Regions from separate parts of the Mus musculus genome. Here all the other regions are linked to region 1. A link is a contact called in public promoter capture Hi-C data. All regions are on one chromosome and are shown on one strand. Each heading gives the region's core, a stretch centred on a gene start, on an enhancer-like site or on the middle of the called end of the contact. The rest is flanking DNA. Distances are from core to core; before and after follow the strand shown. Region 1 holds the start of Zfp941 (zinc finger protein 941). Region 2 holds the start of Olfr525 (olfactory receptor 525). Region 3 holds the start of Drd4 (dopamine receptor D4). Region 4 holds the start of Phrf1 (PHD and ring finger domains 1). Region 5 holds the start of Rnh1 (ribonuclease/angiogenin inhibitor 1). Region 6 holds the start of Sigirr (single immunoglobulin and toll-interleukin 1 receptor (TIR) domain). Region 7 holds the start of Pkp3 (plakophilin 3).

Region 1 (2,639 bases), core at 81-2,580:
AGGACAGCCAGGGCTATACAGAGAAACCCTGTCTCGAAAAACAAAAAAAAAAAGAAAGAAAGAGAGAAAGGAAGAAAGAAAAAAGGAAACACACTGTCAAAAAAAAAAAAAAACCCTTACTAATCTATTTGAAAATTATGGTTTGCTTTCTTTTCAGACACTATTAATATGCACACACCTAACAACGCAAATTAAGAGCAACATCTGAGTCTTACACTTTTTTCAATTTTTTTCCTATTGTTTATTAACTATTTGTTTTGAGCTATATTTTGGATTTTTAAGACACTTGGGAATATATGATTTTTTTTTCCTGAAAAATAAAAGAAAGGAGTGTATATCTATGACAAGAAAATGTGCTACAATGAAAAGCTGCCCACAAAGGTCTGCTTCAGGCCCTTCACGAGTACAGCCAGTACCTTCCATAAATGTGAGCCTTCATTCTCAAAAGCAAAACAAGCACAGAACTTTAAAAGCTTCTGAATCAAATATAATGATTTATGCAGGATACTTAAGGAATCCCCAAGCTTGAGAGATGGATCAGTGGTTAAAAATCCCTTGCTGTTCTTACAGAGAACCAGTTTGGCTCCCATTGCCCATGTCAGGTGACTCACAACTGCCACCCCTGATCCAACAGATCCAATGACCTCATCCACAAGCACGTCACATTTGCGTGTGTGCATGCGTATACCTAAAATAACAATAAAAATGTTAATTCCACAAGATAAAGAAAAAAGCAGTTATCAATATAGTGGAAAATTTGGCCGACTGCGCATTAACCAAGTTTTCATCAGCTATGTAGAACAAAATGGCAGAAAGCAGCATCTGGCTCCAGGATCTTTCTTGCCCAGCTGCTGATGGAAACCACACAAGCCAGCCAATAGGAATCCTTCCCTGAGATCACGGTGATCAGCACATCTGAAGTGTATGGCAGGAACACAGCCGCCCAGAGATGGCTCGCTCAGCAGGATCTGAGCACACTACGCAGGGTGGGCAACTAACAGCTTTACCAGGGACCCACTGTCCGCCTAGCACCACCCTGCAAAAGGACCAGACGAGACCCAGAGTCCCCACTGTCTGCACAGCCCCGCCCCAAAACGGAGGAGAGTTGGAACCCCCGCTACCCTGGGGCAGCCTCCAGGGAGACCTGTGGAGGCTGGATCCCGCCAGGACGTCAGGCAGACACTCACCATCTCCTCGCTTCTATAGTATCCCGGGCCCCTACGCGTGCCTCTGGGACCAGATCACAGGATGACAAAGCACCTAACAACGTCAGTGCCTCTGCTGCAGAACAGCAGGAGCTCCCAAAGGTGCCAAAGATGGCCAGCTCCAGCGAAAGCACGCGAGGTTTTGAGAGCCTGCCCACCGCTCTGGCCACGTTCCTAATTGGACAGTTATCAAACAACACCTCTGATTGGACAGGGCTCCAGGCCCAATTCCTCTACCTTAGGATGGCAATAAATGATTGCTGTTGATCTGTTTTGCATTGGGTTTGGGTTTCAATTTCAATTTGGTTTGGGTGGATTGAGCCCAGGACTTCTGTCAGCAGCTATGTTAAAGGCAAATTTTCCACCAGGAGGACATAGCCCATCAAAAGACATTTTAATTTAACTTTACATAGTCATTATCAATTTATTGATATGTAACTGATCTGTAAATATTCATACAGAGGAATATAATGATAGTTACCTTTAAGCCCATCAAATGGCATTTTAATTTAACTTTAAATAGTCATATCAACTTATTGATATGTAAATGATCTGTAAATATTCACACAGAAGAATATAATGATCGCTATCTTTAAAATTCACTTAACCTTTCCAGTCTCTGGTGTTACAGTGTTCTAGTACACAACTAGAGAGTAAATGTTAGAAAGCTCAGAAGAGGCGGCTTCTGAGGTTAAGAACTAGTACTCGTTCTTCCAGAGGACCTTAGGTCTGTTCCTGGCACCCAGCCGACTCATAGCTGCCTATGCCTCCAGCCCACTTCTGGCCTCCCCCAGCACTGCACTTAAGTGCACATATTCCCTGGGCACTCACATAAAACAAGGGGCTGGAGAGATGGCTCATAGGTTAGGAGCACTGGTTGTTCTTCCAGATGATAAGGGTTCCAGTGGTCCCTGAAGACTGCCTTTGTGAGATGTAGGTTTAACTAGAGAGAAATAGGGAGAGGACACTGCCGGTGTGTATAATTAATCATCCCTAGTAGTCAAGTATGGTTGGGTTGATGATCAGTTTGGGTTCTGCAAGGTGGTCTTAGCAGACCAATCTGGTTTGCATTATGACTCTTGCTTCTCTATAGAACCTCAACTGCCCGCATTTGGAGATGGTCTATCCTAGGCGCCCTCAATTGTTTGGAAGTAATTTTTATTCCCTAGAGGTATTTATCAGTCCTGTAGTTTCTAGAATTCAAAGAATTCCAGTGGGACTTGGGAGCTGGAACAGGACATTGTAAACGCTAAGCGATGTGTAAAGGGGGTAGATACAAATTCAAAGCAGAACTGCCAGGCTTTGATTTACTCTGCATTTACTCCATGTGGACCCAAGTGAAAAATCAGTAATACTATTTTGATAAAAAGTGATTTGGGAGTACTGTTTTATCGGGAAGCAACTTAAGCTTTGACGTGAGAGGCAATCCCTCAA
Region 2 (2,639 bases), core at 45-2,544, 500 kb before region 1:
TGAGATGTAGACAGAGGGAATTTGGGGGGTTCAGTTGAGAGGCCCTGCCTTCTGTATGAGGCCCCTGGGATCTGCAGGGAAGGCTCACAGATAAATCTTTCCTTTTGTGGGCACAAGTATGGGTCTTGAAGTTTCTATGGGTAGCTTAGCTCTTCAATAGGAGGGGTTGGGGAATCATAGGCTCAGGTCCTTCTCTTAAGTTCACCCTGTAGGAGAAAGACCTTGATCTGTGCAATCACAGGGGGAAAGTGTCTTCCTTGTTCAGCACATACCCTTTGTGACTTCTTTGTTTTCACATACCCTTTGTGACTTCTTTGTTTTCATGTAGCCAACATCCCACTCATGGAGTCTCCAGGATGGGTGTGGGCCTGCTCATTCCCATCAGATAGTAGAAAGGGGCAGAGCTCTTTCTCTGCATGCTGATCAGTTCCTATTCTTCTCTACCTGAGAGGCCCATATGCTTGGAGAGTCCTGGATGATTAGAGATATATGTGTATAAGGTGAGGGGAAGATAGACTTGAAGCTGGGTAGGAGTGATAGCCTAGAAATTGGGGGCTGGCGTGAAGCCAGGTCCATGCCTTTCATGTTGTTTCCAGTCCTGGCACAGCCTGATACCTTCTCTGGCAGGCACAAGCCTTCCCAGGGTAGTGAGTGATACCTGTTGTCCTCGCTGGGTTTGTCATCCTCAAGGGAGTGATTTAGAGTGGCCACGTAGAAATAGACAGTTCTGGTATTTACAAAAGGGTTATATTCATTCCCCAAGAGCCAGGGCCATCTGTACCACCTACATGCCATTCTGTAACAGCTTCGTGTTCTGAATCTATCACGACCCCAAAACATACATCCTGGAACTGTTTTTATGCCTGCCTCTGAGAACCCTGGCCCACTCCTTGATAAGGTTGGTCTTCTCTAGGTTCAAAAGGTCTATGCTGTGGAACAGACTGCCCCTTAGTATGCCTTAGCTGCCTGGTGTACATGCTGAAAGGAGCTCCAGTTCTCAGAGTATCATAGGGCATGATCTATGTTAAATCAAACAGAAGCTGTAGATGGATATTGCCCATCACAGGCAGGGGTTCCTTCTGTTCTGGGTCTACTGTGTACAGAGTGGAGAGTTCATGCTCACACTGTCACACTGTGTTGAGAGATGATGTTATCAATTCTACAGAAACAGAGCATTGAGAAGCACTCCTACTCACGGCTGTCTGAACCCAGTGTGAAATGATGGCTGCCTCACACCTGGTGTCTCCTTGACCATCCCATCTGTGTCACAGTAACTCCCAGGACTCACTCTCAAATGGAAATAAACAATTACACAACTGTGGTGGAGTTTGTCCTGCAGGGACTCTCTGAGGACCCTGGGCTCCAGGCTCTCTTCTTGGCCTTTTTCTTGCTTCTTTACATCCTGGCTCTTGCAGGAAACACCCTCATCATCATAGCCATCAGCCTCAACTCAAGCCTTCACACCCCCATGTACTTCTTCCTTGCAAACCTGGCCCTGTTGGACATCGTCTGTACATCCACTGTTCTTCCCAAGCTGCTGGAGGGTTTGGTGGGTAAGAGCAGCCACATTTCTTATAAGGGATGCATGACCCAACTCTTTTTCCTGACCTGGTTTCTAGGGGCTGAGCTGCTGCTGCTCACTGCCATGGCCTATGACCGCTATGTGGCCATCTGTCGCCCACTGCACTACAGCATGCTGATGAGCTGGCCCATCTGTGTCCTGCTCGCCGGCAGTGTGTGGGTCATCAGTGCAGCCAGCACATCTGTGCACACTGGCTTGATGGCACGACTCAATTTCTGTGGCCCCAACCAAATTCGTCACTTTTTATGTGAAGTCCCAACACTGCTGCTTCTGTCTTGCAGCCCAACCACCCTCAACAACATCATGATTGTCATTGCAGATGTTTATTTTGGTGTGGTCAACTTTCTGTTGACTATGATATCCTATAGCTTCATCATCACCAGCATCCTGCGCATCCGCTCCACAGAGGGCAAGAAGCGAGCCTTCTCTACCTGCTCTGCCCACCTGGTGGTGGTTGTCCTGTACTACTCCACCGTCATCTACACCTATTTGCAGCCTGGCTCCGGATCCTCCTTGGAGAATGGCAAAGTAGTTGCTTTATTGTACACAGCAGTCAGCCCTACCCTGAACCCCGCCATTTATTCTCTAAGGAACAAGGATGTCAAAGTTGCCCTCAAAAAGTTATTTCCCTGTTTCCAATGAGGAGGCAGAAGGCAACAAATGTGACTTGATCAAGCTGTTGATGAACTATTTGGGATGTGTGACTGAGAATCTGATGTCCTGTCAGAGAACAGATAGGTAATTCATATGGATGTACATCTTCTGTGCTCTCATTGGAGGAGCCACTGGCCATTTTCTTTTGGAAGTGAGGACATCCAGGTTTGGGGTAGGCTGTGTGTTTATATCCTGGGTAGCTATCTCTTACGTAGAGCTTTTTGGTATCATGCATTGGAGAAAATCACCCAGACCCGGATATTGGACTAAGTCCTCTTAGTTTGGACTTGAGAAGTGTGTCTGGTGGCACCATGGTCCTTACACCTCTGAGAGGAGAGAGAACAAGCAATATGCTTCTCATACCAGCAATGCCCAGGAAAGGTGTGGGTTGACACATCTCTTC
Region 3 (2,639 bases), core at 55-2,554, 470 kb after region 1:
GATAAAGGGTGGGAGAGAGAAGAACCCACAAAGTAGCAAATACCAACTACAGTCTACCTCCACTTGAAGATAGCCCTTTAGTCACAGGACTCCAGGTAATCTCTCTCAGCATTAGTAAGCCCATATACAAAAATTCTTTCATCAGCATAGTCCCCAGGTACTTTCACTGCAAGGGCTCCCAATCTTCCAGGGACTGTCCTTGCTGCTGTCTCTTCTCCTGTCCTGATTCTACAGTGTCCTCTCAACCTGTGCTGTCCTGTTCCAGCCTAGGTTCCTGTGCTGGCACAGAGAAAAGTATGGCCTCCAGATGTGGCTTGGGAAAAGAGCCCCCATGTGAGAGTTCTCTCAGCTCAGAGAGTCCTTGTCAGGTAACCCTGGTAGTCAGCGTGCCATACAGTATCAAATGCAAGGAAGCTGAGGGTCAAGATAGGAAGTGGGGTAACCACTCAGCGGCCCACAGAGGATGGTTAAGGCTTAAGGCTGAACCAGACATGGTGGTCCACACTCTTTAATTCCAGCACTCCGGAGACAGAGGGGAGGCCGAAGGATCTGAGTTCAGTGCTAGCCTGCTGTACAGAATAAGTTCTAGGACATACGCAGGGAAACCCTGCCTTGAAAAGTCAACAACAACAATAATAAAATTAATAATAATATATTAGATAAAAAGTTAAGACTGGGCCTTGGAGGTGCCAATTATCAATTTCACCATGGTCCGCTTAAGCACTGACTGATGGAGACTTGGGAAGAGAGATGGTGAGAAAAGTAGGGCCAGCCAAGGCCTGGATCCCAAGAGTTGCTGCACATCTGCCCACAGAGAATGAGCTTGGTGTGCTGCTCAGTATTGCTAAGCCCAGAACCGTTAGTGAAAGAGGCGAGGAGCCTTTAACCTGTTCCAGAACCAGAGCTGATGGTTTCCCACGTGGGAAGGACCCCAGTGCAGGAGTATAGATAGGTTCTCCACATCCTCCAAGGTATCTTGGAGAGCCGCTTTTGACAGGTAATTTAGTGGCCTGTCTCCTGGCCAGGATGGGATGGCTGGCTCTGACGAATCTGGTCCAGACAACCTGCTTTTCTACCTAGGTTTCTGGAAGCACAAACTAGCCCCGATGAGGGGACACATCAGCCGCTGCTTAGCCTTTTTATGCCAGTCACTTCGCTCATTTCTCTTGAATTGAAGCATTTCTCCCTCTGCCAATTTCCTAGAGTTCAGAAATTCAAGCCGGGGCGGGGCGGGGCTGGACGCGCTGGGGGCGGGATTCCGGGTAGCCCCTGCCTGCAAATCCCCAGGCTCAGCGCCTCCCGGAGCGGGTTCAGCAGTGGCACCATGGGGAACAGCAGCGCTACTGAGGACGGTGGGCTGTTGGCCGGGCGTGGGCCAGAATCCCTGGGGACTGGCGCCGGGCTTGGGGGCGCGGGCGCGGCGGCGCTGGTGGGGGGCGTGCTGCTCATCGGCTTGGTGTTGGCAGGGAACTCGCTCGTGTGCGTGAGCGTGGCCTCCGAGCGCACGCTGCAGACACCCACCAACTACTTCATCGTGAGCCTGGCTGCTGCCGACCTCCTCCTCGCGGTGCTGGTGCTGCCTCTCTTTGTCTACTCCGAGGTGAGCCTCGGTGCGCTCTTCCCCTACCTCCACTGCTCCCAGCCCCCCAGCCCCAGCGCAGTTTCGCGCTTGGACCCTCAGCCACCTTGAGCCAGGGTGTTTGCAGGGACGTCAGGTCTCCTCACTCCTGACTATCCACTCTCTCCCGCTCTTCAGAATCTTTCGCCTACTTTTCCTCTTGTCCGTCACCCTACCATCCTCTGGATTCCTTCCTACTCTGTCTGAGAGCTACCTACCCAGAGAGGACTCGTGTCCCTAAAACCAAGAATCGCAGAAAATTGTCCTTCCTATTTAAGCCCTGGCTTCCACTGCAGAAATGCTGCATCCCCCAGCCTGTGGCAAAAAACAGCTAGCTAGACAGGCGAAAGTGCAGACACGCAGCATCAGCATCACTACCGATGACTACTGCCTTTTGGGAACACACACACACACACACACACACACACACACACACACACACACACACCCCAGCCTGTGCCAGCTCACTCTCACCCTTCGGAAGAAGCCCAAAGCCTGCAGCCACCCAGCTCCCAGGAGCTCGGAGCAGCAAAGGGTGAAGGCAGAGAGGCCTGGGCAGGATACTGAACCTGAGGGGCCGCTAAAGGGAGTGGGTTCAGGACCTTTTGGAGACTCCTGGAACACAGACACCCCAGATCAGGTCTGGCTCGTAGGTGGGTCTGCTGTGGTTACTGGCAATTCTTATCTGCCCACGGTTTGGGCAGGGTGGGGTGGGGTGAATGGTATTTCTAAAGAAGACCCTGAGTTCTGGAGCTGGAGCAGAGGCCAGTGGCCACACTTGACCCCAGGTCCTCCCCAAGGCACAGACGTCACTGTGATGATTCTTAAGCTCATAATCATCCCAAATCAGTGTGAAGGGATTTGGGGACGGCTGGTTTGAGACGGCTGTGTGCTCCTTTGCCCTTGAAAAAGAACACTCCGTGCAGCAGATTCACAGACAGCCCGGCGAGGTCTTTGTATTTTTAGGACACATTTGTCCTCAGGACAATTGCCATGTGTCCAGCAAGTGAAGAGACCTATC
Region 4 (2,639 bases), core at 78-2,577, 410 kb after region 1:
CACTGAAAGTCCCAGGTTCCAAAGCTGGTCCCCACTACCACCACATTTTATCTCCAAGGCAGCCTTTTGTCCTCTGCTCTCTGGGGATAACCCTAGCTTTCCCTCTTCTAAGTAGACTCCTATCTCCTCATCTTCATATTCTTCCTTCCCTCTCCTCCCTGCCCCTCTCATCCAGTTTCTCAGTAAATCTACAGTCTGTCTTCTCCTCCTTTCTTTTTCTTTTCTTTTCTTTTCTTTTTTTTTTTTTCTTTCTTTCTTTCTTTCTTTCTTTCTTTCTTTCTTTCTTTCCTTTTTTTTTTTTGTTGTTGTTCTTGTTGTTTTCGAGACAGGGTTTCTCTGTATAGCCCTGGCTGTCCTGGAACTCACTCTGAAGACCAGGCTGGCCTTGAACTCAGAAACCCGCCTGCCTGCCTCTGCATCCCAAGTGCTGGGATTAAAAGCGTGCACCACCACTGCCCGGCTACAGTCTGTCTTCTATTCCTATCAAAAGCCATCCCTTCTGAGCCACAGTGGTCCCTGGACCACAAAATGGGCAGTTGAGTCCAGTGAGCCATGATTGCCACCTGTTTAGTACCTCAGTGTCCTCTGATCCCCTCAGCCTCTAGGTCAGTCTCAGTTTTGTGGGTCTGAATTTTCCCTGAGTCCTCTCATGGTTCTTCCCCTAATCCTATTATGCTCCATACTTTGACCCCTCTCACCAGGCCTTTATGCGTACTAGGCAAGAAAGTGTCCTACTGCCAGGCGGTAACCTCTAGTTCTGTTCTTTCTATTAATTATCTGTGCCATACAATTAAGTTCTTCACGGTGTTCACAAGTTACTGTGCCTCTCCTCGCCGGGCTGAAGGGGACGGAGGAGCTCGTATATACAGGATCCATCATGATTAACTGCATACTGGAAGGGAACCTGAAGACCCAGGGGACATCCTGAAGCTTTTCTCTAGCGCTCCTCCAGCCGCGGGCTGCAGTTAAGTCCAGCCACCAGGAGGAGGCGCTCACGGGAGGGCGGGACGGTTGTGGGCGGAGACGTGGTCCCGGGGCCGCTCCCATTCATCGCGGCGGATGGGGAGTCGGACTGTACCAACTGCATGGAGGTGAGACCCACAGCCTGGTTTAGTGCACTGGTGAGAGCTCGGACAGCACACGCTCAGCAAAACACTGCTCTCCTCTGACAGTACTTGTGATGGGCTAGTCGGTGTTCTGAGAGGAAGGGGACGCGCTAACGTCTCGTCATCCTCCGCCGCGAGTTCCTCCCCGTTTTGGCCTTAGTAGTTTCCACCAACGGGCAGGGCAGAAAGTTCCGGAAGAGTATGGGTGCACTTCCGGGTCGGGGAGCGCGCGGCGACGGCGGCGGCGGCTGACCGGCCTACTTGCGGTCGTGTTCGGACAGAGGCGGGATCGTCTAGGAGCGTCCGGGAGGCGCGAGGTTCCCGGGTACGTGCGGTAGCCGCTCTGGCCCGGTGTCCCTGTCGCGTCCGGCCGCGCGGGCCACCTATGGTGGCCGTACGCTTTGTCTGTGGCCTTCCGGGCCGGCTAGGCCTACGTCGCTCTGGCCGCGGGTCGGTCCGGAGGACGAGAGGGTGGCTGAGGCCTCGAGCTGAGCCCCGGAACGTCCGGCTGCGACCGGGAGGCCCATGGGCGTGGTGCCGGCCACCTGTCTGGTCATGCGGGAACCTGGACTGGTGCATAAGAAAGGTGTGACCCCTAGCTACCTGGTTTTCTGTCCTGATGGCCCTCGCCCTGGCCAGCACCATCTGAACTTGCCCAAATTGTGCTTGATGTCGCGATTATCGTTTTCCTTAGTTCGAGGAGCCCTCCCAGCATTCTCGAGTAGGCACCACTGTCGGAGCTTTACAGCCATAGTTCGGAGAGGTAAAGTCACTTGTCAGTGTTACATCGCTGCAGAGTGGCAGAGCCAACATTGCTTTCAAACCTGTCTTCCTGTCTTGTGTTTGAACCCCGGGTTGCTCCCATCGTGTCTTGAAAGGAGTACTCTGCAACAGAAAACAGTAACGTGTCTGGCGACTGTCATCTTGGCCAGTGGTTGGAAGCACAGTTGGAGTTTGAGATTGACTTGCAGCTCGGCATTCCTCCTTTCTCCCCATAGACCACTCTATACTCATTCCTCTGGGAAGAATGCTGAGTGAAAAGGGCAACCTGTGGCGTCACTCAGCACTGAGAGAAAGCCAAGACTTGTGTGAGTGAGGTTCACAGAGTTCCTTATAGCTCCTCTTTTCTGAAAACTGGGACCATGACCGAGGTCCCCGTCATGAATGGGCCAAAGCTCTGTGTCTATCTCAGTCTGCATTTTCTAATATCAGAGACGGTGTGTTTCAGCAGGAGTCTGTGGCAAATTCTCTGAGCACCAGGTAGACGTAAGATAGTTTATCAGAACTCTTCTCCCTTTACTGTTCCCAGGCAGGAGCAACATGTGACAATTGACATTCCTTAAGTTATGCCCTCTGTGTTTAGAGACCATCAGCTCTTCTCCTGGCCTTTGACCTCTTGGAGAAGGGTTTCGCCCTTCCCTGTGGCTTTGAGTGGATAGCCTGTGTGTTCTTGAGGCCGATGGACCTCTAGGATCTGGGGCCCCTGATCTTGAGCCCTATTTTTCAGCTTTCTTATGCTGTTTTGTTTTGTTT
Region 5 (2,639 bases), core at 56-2,555, 350 kb after region 1:
CAGTGCTGTGCTCCTAGCACTGAAGGGAGAGCGGTACTAGGTTCTGTTTAAGAGAAACAGAAGTCACTTCAGCTGCTCTCTATAACAGTTACCGAAACTGGCAAACAGCTCTGTGTGAAGTTACAGTGCCTGGCACAACATGGCTTTACTAACGGGGTCTTCCCCTTCCTTCCCAGGGCTAGGAGGATACCCCCTTAATGCTAACCAGGAGCACTTTACACATATTGACACAAGGGCTAGTGACAGGGAAAACTGAGGCAACGGCAGAGATAACTCACTGTGGACATATAGCCAGGGCATGGAGAAACCAGTTAGCCCCACCCACAACTCGCCAGGGAGTAAAACCAGCACTGCCTGGATCAGATGTGTCATCCAAAGCCAGTCATCACTAGGGCACTGCCACTGGGGTGGGGTAGCTACAGTACTTCTAGTCACAGGTGCAACCCACACCTGCTCTCTTATGCACTACAGACTACAGGGTCCTAGAGTATCTACCTTTGAGGAAAGCACAGGACTGGACTTTATGGGAGGCAGGGTGCCAGCCAGTCCTGACGATCATCTGAGGTCAGGGGCAAGGGATGTGAAAGAACCCAGGCAGCTGGTTCTTCTCCCACACTCCTCCCCCTGTTTGGCCTTGGGACCAGGCAGGAGGTCCCACCAGCCTGGCTTAGAAGCATGATTCAGGCCTCTGCTTTGATGTGATTGGATATTGCTAACTAGCTGCTCCTAGCTGTTGGGTTAATCCTAGGATCTGAAGACACCCTCTTTGGGCCTTAAAGTGAGCGAGCGAACAGGTCGCTGGCGACGGAGCTATGAGGTCAGCCTTCAAGCACCAAGCAAGGCTCCTCTGAGGCACAAATGTGTCACCCTAAGGGAGGAACAGGCCTCAGAGACTCGCCGGGCCCGTGATCCCGCCCCCGCCCAATTTTTTGATCCCTCAAACCTTCTGGTCCAGCCGCTCTGCCACGTATTAAGAGGGCCAGGAAGGGACCCGAAAAAAACTCTCAAAGGCAGCCGGGCGCCCCGGAACATGGCCCTTGCTCACCTGGTGCCGCTGCAAGAGGTCCCAGACGATCCGTTTTCTTCCGCCCAGGGCGGGGCGTAGAGACTTTCGCCGCTTCTCTTTCTCTGGCCCCAACTAGCCTTTCACTTTGCCTACTGGAGACCGCCCACTAGGTCTGTCCCTCCCACATGCAGGCTGCACTTTGGGAACAGAACTTGACAAACCTGAGTCACTTCTTTGAGCCTGACTAAAAATACGTAAAATGATCCACAGCTGCCACGAAATGGGTGTGACTGTGATGAGAGCTTCTGGTATGAACACACCCATCTCTCCTACAGGCCGACCAGGTTTTCATGGCTAGAACAGTGTTCATTATGAACAGCCTTTCTCCCTGGGGATAGGGCTTGGGATGTCGAGAGCCTCTGATGCATGGGGCTCTCAAGCATTTCGTCACTAAGCATTTCTGATATTTGTCTTAAATATCGTTTATATATGAATGCTTCATCTGCATATATATCTGTGCATCGTGCCCAGGAAGGCCAGAAGAGGGTATCAGATTCTTGGGGAATGGCCACCATTCAGGTGTTGGGAACTACACCTGGGTGCTCTGGAAGAGCAGTGTCCTAAGCCATCCCTCCAGCCCATGTTTAAACTTTGTAACATACTCCCAAGTTATAGGATTTGCTTTTGGTTTCTGTATTTTTGAAATAAGGTCTTGATGTGTAGCCCAGGAGGGCCTTGAACATGCAGATTTGCTTCCTGAGTGCTGGGATTCTAGCACTGTGGAAAAAGTCAGCATTGAGAGTTTGTCACTCAGGAGCCCTGCTCTCTTGCACAAATGGCCACACACACCCTTGCCAAGGAACTGGCATCCATCCACCTAAGTGTTTGTTAAACACTTGTCATTTGCCAGATGCTGTTCTGAGTCCCTCCGGGAACTTTAATAATACAAGTAAAGGAGAGTCTAGCAGGCCAGCATAGGAAATCAGGAATTGTGTTCCCTAAAAGACCTGGGACAGGGAGCCCTGAAGGGAGAGAAGGAGGCAAAGAGACAGGCAAGAAAAGAGGCTGGAACTCAGCTTCATAAACCCTGTGCAGTGGCCACTACAGACAGAGCTTAATCTTCATCGCTGCAGAGCCATCCTCATGGAACCAATACCAACAACTGACCTGTGAAGTTGGGGATCAGTTCTTTGGGGAAAGATTAAAGCCTGCCCAATTAGAAGGAAAACTTTGGCCAGCCAGCCTTTATTTGTTGCTGCCATGAAGGAGAATTCCTGAAAAGAAGCTGTATCTACAGAGACTGGCTGATTAGAGTTTCAGTGCTGTGGAGAAATTGGGCTGGTGCAGTTCCAGAGGCTGCCTTATCCTGGGCTAGTTCTACCCCTCTAGAACAGCTCTTCCTTGCCTACCTGTGTTGCAACTAATATCTTGTGATCAGGCTGGCCTACAACTCACAGAGATGTGGCTTCCTCTTCCCCCTGACTGCTGGTAGGAAAGGCAAGTGTCACCACACCCAGCATCCTTTTGGAATCCTTTAGCAGACCAGTAGCTTCCACTAACCAAAAGCCAAGAATGTCATCAGTTGGCATCTTGGACTTACAGAAAAGCTTCCTTCCTCTTGTTGTACCAATCT
Region 6 (2,639 bases), core at 80-2,579, 280 kb after region 1:
AGTTCAAGGCCAGCCTGGTCTACAAAGTGAGTTCCAGGACAGCCAGGGATACACAGAGAAATCCTGTCTCGAACCCCCCCCCCAAAAAAAAGAAAAAAAAATAACCTTATGGTTGGGGGTCACCACAACATGGGGAATTGTATTAAAGATTAAAGAGTTGCAGCTTCATAACAGTAGCAAAATTAGTTATGAAGTAGCAACAAAAATAACTTTATGGTTGGGAGTCACCACAACAAGAACTGTATTAAAGGAAGGTTGAGAACCACTGTTCTATCCCATACCCCAGCCTCAGGCCACTCTTGCATAAAAACTCAGATGGCCTCAGATATTTGCCTCTGCAGTCTTTTGAAGGCACTCCAGGGCCTCAGAATTTAAATCCCAGCCTAGACCCTCGGATCACTCAGCATTGCCTCCGTATTTTGAGGTTCCTGGAAGGCCCAGGTCCTGGAGGCACAGTCCTTGAGCTATAGGGGCATCCTGTGCTATCAGATGAGTGAGTGTTCTGGAGCTTCGGAGCTCGAAGCCCCAGGCCCGCTCCCCACTTGTGGATCCGGTTTTTTGCTGCTCAGCATCTCGACACCTGGGTGCTGCTCAGCGCTACTCTTGCGCCGCCCCTGTTTCTGGTGTGTGTTGGATCCCCACATATCTTTCTTTAAAGAAAGGAGTGTGCATAAAAGGCCTCGAGGAGACCAATTCCCCGAGTTCATCCAGCTCCTACTTCTTGCCCTTGGTCTTCTGCGGGTGGCGCACGACCTGTTTCCCGGAACTCAACAGGTGAGGCAAGCCGACCTATCAGGCACGCGTGCAGAAGATGGGGACGCGCACGGAGAGCGGAAGCGCGCCGACAGCTAGTCTGGGCGCGCACCGAACGCTGGCGCTCACAGGAGGCGAAGGCTCTGCTAGGGTCCCCGCGAGCCCGGGTCCCTGCCAGCCTCTCACTCTGCTCAGGTGTCCTAGACTTGCTTAGGTTTGAGATACGTTTGTTGGGAGCGAAGGCGAGGTATTACGACCCCTCGCCCGCCTCTACAGGCTTGCACTTAAATCAAGAGGAAGCTATTGACCATGTTGGGCAGAATGAAAAGAGCAAGGCCAGAGAAGGGGACTGGACGCAGTGCTCTCGAGCTTCCGGGCTGAGCGGGAAACCCGTCTGGTTCAGAGCTACTTCCTGCGGGACCATGGCCCCAAGGCTCCTCGGAGCAAAGTGCTCCCAGGTCCTCAACCCTAAAACTGGAGCGGCTCCAGGAACCAGGACCTCTACTCACCTCCGCGTGTCTGAGTCACGACTGCCACCCACCTGAGACTCGCGCGGAAGCTGACAGTTTACCTGTCCGAGGTGCGCAGCGGCGACAGACCCAGCGGCAGGTGCAGCCCCGCCCCGCAGGCAGGGCTAGGGCGGACCTAGTGTCCCGCTTTAAGCCTGAGGCTAGTGCTGGTGAGTGTAGGAAGTTCCGTCCCGGGATCTTCAAACTTCCCGGCTTAGGGGCAGGGTTTGGTTTGACCAAAGGAGCCCAACCAGCGCAACCCGCAAAGGGCCACCCTGCTGACTGTCATGGTGTTTTGCCTCTCCAGCCCAAACTCTTCCTTTTCCTCCAGAAAGTCTTTCTTGATTCACATCCCACTCATAACTGACCCCGTGTCTTCTCTTGCCACTCAAAACCCCAGATATTTGGAAGAACCTTCTTCCATAAGGTGCCCCGCGCTTAGACAAAGAGGCAAAGCCGGGCGGTGGTGACGCATGCCTTTAATCCCAGCACTCGGGAGGCAGAGGCAGGCGGATTTCTGAGTTCGAGGCCAGCCTGGTCTACAAAGTGAATTCCAGGACAGCCAGGGCTATAGAGAGAAACCCTGTCTTGAAAAACCAACCAACCAACCAAACAAAAACCAAAGACAATGAGGCAAACCAAAGAAGAGCCAGGTGGCCCCAGGCTGCCATAATTCATCCCATCTCAATCTAGCCCAGGGAAGAAATAATCTCTAGAAACTGGATCTACATCATGAGGCTCAGAAATCAATACACACAGGTTTATTTTGCTTGTAAAAAGTTTTGCCGCTGTACGGATCCAGGTTAACTGGGAGGGAGGGGATCCAGAAGTTACTCTCTAGGCTTCCCACAAAGCAGGAGGCCACAGAGCAGGATCTGAGGCCCAGAAGCCAGGAGGTCCATGGCTTCCCACAAAGCAGGAGGCCACAGAGCAGGATCTGAGGCCCAGAAGCCAGGAGGTCCATGGCATTTAGGCTAATTTTACTGCATGGGGGTTTTATGAGCAACCTGCAGTTCTATAGGTACTAGGGTCATTCAAGAGTCTCAAGTCAGGTCTGTACCAATCTGAACCGTAGGAAAGTTGAAGCAAACCCCACAGGCACATCTGTGCCGTTCATAAATACCCTAAATATACATGGATTTCAATGATCCCTACATATACAAGTCTCCCGTGGTTAACATATACACATGGGCTTCGTAGGATGCCCATATACACCTACATATAGTCTAGGCCCTCCTTTGATCTTCATGTATTAACATATATGTAGACCATCCAGGATCCTACATATACATGGGCCATTTTACAGCCTCCCTCAACACATACATACACATTGTTATGGATAGGGGCAAGCTGTAGAGGTGGGGACTTATTCCTAGT
Region 7 (2,639 bases), core at 61-2,560, 260 kb after region 1:
AGCCACAACCAGTAGATCCCCGCCAGATTCTATCCTGGGGGTAGGGGGCTTCACCCTCGGTGCTCTCTCCCCAGCAATCTCTGACCTCTGACCTCTGACTCCCATCCTCTAGCCCTTCCTACTCATCCTGATCCTGTCCTGGATGCTGTCATTCTCTGAGCACTCTCCGTTTCCAGGACTCTGCGCCTAGTCACCCTCTGTTAATGTCTTTAAGAGTCCAGGACTCTTAAAGGGCCTGGTGTGGGACAGAGAGCTCAGGCTGAGCCCAGGGACTAGATTTTAGAAAAGTACAGCCCTTAGGATAGAGACCCAGGAATACTTAAGGGAAGTCCCAGGGAACGTGAGGCAACTTGTTCCCATACGCCAACTTTCCTAGTTTTGTCTTTTAACCTTCCCAATCTACCTAGATGGCCGGCCTAACTCACAGCATGCTAGCCTACCTGACAGGGGTGCTTGGGAGACCTTCTAGGAACAAGCTTTGGTGCCCCTCACTTCCAGTCTCCCCGCTTTCTCTAGCCCAGCTCTCCCCCCAAACCTCCTGGCCCCCCAGCCTGGCAGGTGCTGACATGAGCCTAGGCCCCTCTGAGTCAACCCCCTGGGGCAGCCCCGCCTGCCAGCCATGACTCAGATGTTGGGAACGGGGCCTCCCACCCCAGGCCTGGGGGGCAGAAGCTGGGGAGAGATGCCAGAGAGGGCCAAGCAGCCCTTCTGAAGCCTCTGTACAGGTAGAGGCTGGGGTGAGTTTCCAGATTCGCAGGTCAGGGGGTGGACATATGTCTACCTCACTGGGCTCTCTTATTGAGTTGTCAGGCCCAGGTTTAGGGCCATCATGGTACTGCTCTTGACCCTAAAACTCTAGCACTCAAGTTCTTTATCCTCTATCCGGACTCTGTAAACCTGAAACTGTGTCTGGATGCCAACCCTGCTGGGACCTCAACAAGCCTGGGTCCAGCTGTCTTGGAAGCTGCTTGGTCTTTGGTACTCTAGAGCTCCCAACCCCCCAGGCTGGGACATTCCTTCTCATATGGCTTGTAGTGACAGGCTCCCACAGGCTCCCTGCCCTACTCTCAAACTGAGAACGCTGGCACCCATGGGGTTTGGTCTGGACTTGGAAGACTGAGAGCAAGTAGAACCCACGTTCCTGTGGCCCTGGGACAGGAGGAAAGGGAAGGCCAGGCGACTTGAGGACACGCAGGGCCAGTTCTTCCGCCCAAATTCCACCTTAAGCAGGCAGAGGCCCCTCCCTCCCACCTGGCCCAGGTGTCCCCGCCCCCAGCCAAGCTCTGGGCTGGGCGGGCGGGCGGGCGTCTGTCTATGAGAGCCAGCCAGGAAGAGACTCTGGAACCGGGCCTCGAGGGACAAGACCGGGAGAGGCCCAGGACAGGTGGGCTGGCTAGTCGCCCCTGTCACTATGCAGGAAGGTAACTTCCTGCTGTCTGCCCTGCAGCCTGAGACTGGTGTTTGCTCCCTGGCTCTGCCTTCGGACCTACAGCTGGATCGCCGGGGTGCGGAGGGACCGGAGGCTGATCGACTTAGAGCTGCCAGAGTCCAGGAGCAAGTCCGAGCCCGCCTCCTGCAGCTGGGCCAGCAGTCGCGGCACAATGGGTCTGCTGAGCTTGATGGCTCCGCGGAGAGCGCCAGAGGTAGGCCAACTTTGGGTATGGTAGGCGACAGAGGGTAATGAAGTTGGTAGTGGTGACAGTGGCCGGTGGAGGTGGCCAGGGCAGGAGTGGTGGTGCCAGGGGCAGAAGCCGTCCAAGCTCGGGGTTCAGGCTTTGACTCACCTTACAGAGGCCTGTTCTGAGTCACTGCCCCGCCCCAGCAGGCATAGGGAGTAGCCTGGGTGGGGCATCTCTCCTTCCCCAGCCGGGACAGGGGTCCTGGGGCTGGGCCTACCCACTCCCTAAGTTGGAAAGACTTGGAGGCACAAGGTGAGCAGCCAGGCCCACCTGTCGGCAAACCCCCAAACACATTCCCTCCCAGCACCACAGAACACAGGCATACTTGAGGTCTCAGAGAGGCCAGAGTGCCTCCTGACCAAATGGTAACAGCATGTGAGAGAGGGGTGATCCTGGATAGAGCCCAGGTCTGTCTGGAGCAGGGGCTCCCTGAGGAATTGCAGAACTGGGCCTACCAGGAGTGACCCAGATACACTTCATGAGAATAGCCCAAAGGGTACTCCTCAGGGGCAGTGTGTGTGTGTGTGTGTGTGTGTGTGTGTGTGTCTGTGTCTGTGTCTTTGTGTGTGTTAGAGGGTCACTCAGACAGGCTGGGCTCAAGGCAGTCACTCCAGAAACATCCTTTCCATACCTGCCAGGCTACAACAACAGGAATTAAATTTAGCCAGTACAATGAACCTCTGTTCGGAGGTCCAGCCCTCAGTTCTCAGTGGTCCCATGATGTCTGGCCAGAAGGAGAGGGTTGTCTGGCAGAAGGGCAGGTCAGGAGCTGGATTGCTGCCTAAAATCTGAGCCTAAGTCTTTCTGGAGCCAAGTTGATGCCCAGGGGTCATGGGGTGGGGGAGGGTACACGGAGGGGTTAATTATCACTTGGCTACCCTGCCAATTAGGGGGAGGAGGATAGTAATTTGAGGGTGGGCGTAAGGTCCCCAGGCTGGGGTGTGCCCCCTAGGCTGGCCC

The links. Promoter capture Hi-C pulls out the DNA fragments that hold promoters and counts their contacts. Capture Hi-C pulls out chosen DNA fragments and counts their contacts.
Region 2: a contact with region 1 is called in a promoter capture Hi-C map of liver, with 4 times the contacts expected there. The contact joins the promoter of Olfr525 here to the promoter of Zfp941 in region 1. A contact is called at or near these places in 14 of 39 promoter capture datasets (the 3T3-L1 cell line, 3T3-L1-derived adipocytes, the HPC-7 cell line and 8 more), 2 of 484 Hi-C or Micro-C datasets (both in cortical neurons), 3 of 115 datasets of contacts at active chromatin or transcription factors (CD8 T cells and embryonic stem cells) and 1 of 9 other capture datasets (pancreatic islet).
Region 3: a contact with region 1 is called in a promoter capture Hi-C map of embryonic stem cells, with 2.4 times the contacts expected there. The contact joins the promoter of Drd4 here to the promoter of Zfp941 in region 1. A contact is called at or near these places in 3 of 39 promoter capture datasets (cranial neural crest, embryonic stem cells and pre-B cells).
Region 4: a contact with region 1 is called in a promoter capture Hi-C map of pancreatic islet. The contact joins the promoter of Phrf1 here to the promoter of Zfp941 in region 1. A contact is called at or near these places in 8 of 39 promoter capture datasets (embryonic stem cells, hippocampal neurons, liver and 1 more), 3 of 115 datasets of contacts at active chromatin or transcription factors (all in embryonic stem cells) and 1 of 9 other capture datasets (pancreatic islet).
Region 5: a contact with region 1 is called in a promoter capture Hi-C map of liver, with 4 times the contacts expected there. The contact joins the promoter of Rnh1 here to the promoter of Zfp941 in region 1. A contact is called at or near these places in 22 of 39 promoter capture datasets (the 3T3-L1 cell line, the C10 cell line, the HPC-7 cell line and 14 more), 1 of 15 datasets of contacts at CTCF or cohesin (the NIH/3T3 cell line), 8 of 484 Hi-C or Micro-C datasets (the CH12 cell line, cerebral cortex, cortical neurons and 4 more), 12 of 115 datasets of contacts at active chromatin or transcription factors (bone marrow-derived macrophages, embryonic basal ganglia, embryonic forebrain and 7 more) and 3 of 9 other capture datasets (adipose tissue, macrophages and pancreatic islet).
Region 6: a contact with region 1 is called in a promoter capture Hi-C map of neutrophils, with 4 times the contacts expected there. The contact joins the promoter of Sigirr here to the promoter of Zfp941 in region 1. A contact is called at or near these places in 21 of 39 promoter capture datasets (the 3T3-L1 cell line, 3T3-L1-derived adipocytes, the C10 cell line and 12 more), 2 of 115 datasets of contacts at active chromatin or transcription factors (embryonic stem cells and pancreatic cancer cells) and 3 of 9 other capture datasets (adipose tissue, liver and pancreatic islet).
Region 7: a promoter capture Hi-C map of liver shows a contact between it and region 1, with 2.5 times the contacts expected there. The contact joins the promoter of Pkp3 here to the promoter of Zfp941 in region 1. A contact is called at or near these places in 15 of 39 promoter capture datasets (the 3T3-L1 cell line, 3T3-L1-derived adipocytes, the C10 cell line and 10 more), 4 of 484 Hi-C or Micro-C datasets (bone marrow-derived macrophages, epidermal suprabasal cells, liver and 1 more), 8 of 115 datasets of contacts at active chromatin or transcription factors (embryonic forebrain, embryonic stem cells, neural progenitor cells and 2 more) and 3 of 9 other capture datasets (adipose tissue, liver and pancreatic islet).

What each region holds. Positions count from the first base shown.
Region 1 is chr7:140,820,848-140,823,486 of GRCm38.p6, forward strand. It overlaps Zfp941 (zinc finger protein 941), which reads right to left and starts at 1,331. Exons shown (of 3, transcript NM_001001180.2): 1 at 1,188-1,331. The coding sequence starts at 1,190.
Region 2 is chr7:140,321,407-140,324,045 of GRCm38.p6, forward strand. Olfr525 (olfactory receptor 525) reads left to right here and starts at 1,295. Exons shown (of 1, transcript NM_146956.1): 1 at 1,295-2,224. The coding sequence starts at 1,295. The coding sequence ends at 2,224.
Region 3 is chr7:141,290,714-141,293,352 of GRCm38.p6, forward strand. It overlaps Drd4 (dopamine receptor D4), which reads left to right and starts at 1,305. Exons shown (of 4, transcript NM_007878.3): 1 at 1,305-1,600. The coding sequence starts at 1,325.
Region 4 is chr7:141,227,461-141,230,099 of GRCm38.p6, forward strand. Phrf1 (PHD and ring finger domains 1) reads left to right here and starts at 1,328. Exons shown (of 18, transcript NM_001081118.1): 1 at 1,328-1,431. Gm51460 reads right to left here and starts at 2,156. Exons shown (of 1, transcript XM_030243134.1): 1 at 746-2,156. The coding sequence starts at 1,751. The coding sequence ends at 1,263.
Region 5 is chr7:141,167,631-141,170,269 of GRCm38.p6, forward strand. Rnh1 (ribonuclease/angiogenin inhibitor 1) reads right to left here and starts at 1,306. Exons shown (of 10, transcript NM_145135.3): 1 at 1,046-1,306.
Region 6 is chr7:141,099,217-141,101,855 of GRCm38.p6, forward strand. It overlaps Sigirr (single immunoglobulin and toll-interleukin 1 receptor (TIR) domain), which reads right to left and starts at 1,330. Exons shown (of 10, transcript NM_001355055.1): 1 at 1,263-1,330. Ano9 (anoctamin 9) reads right to left here. Exons shown (of 24, transcript NM_178381.3): 24 at 2,003-2,639.
Region 7 is chr7:141,078,459-141,081,097 of GRCm38.p6, forward strand. Pkp3 (plakophilin 3) reads left to right here and starts at 1,311. Exons shown (of 13, transcript NM_019762.2): 1 at 1,311-1,643. The coding sequence starts at 1,412.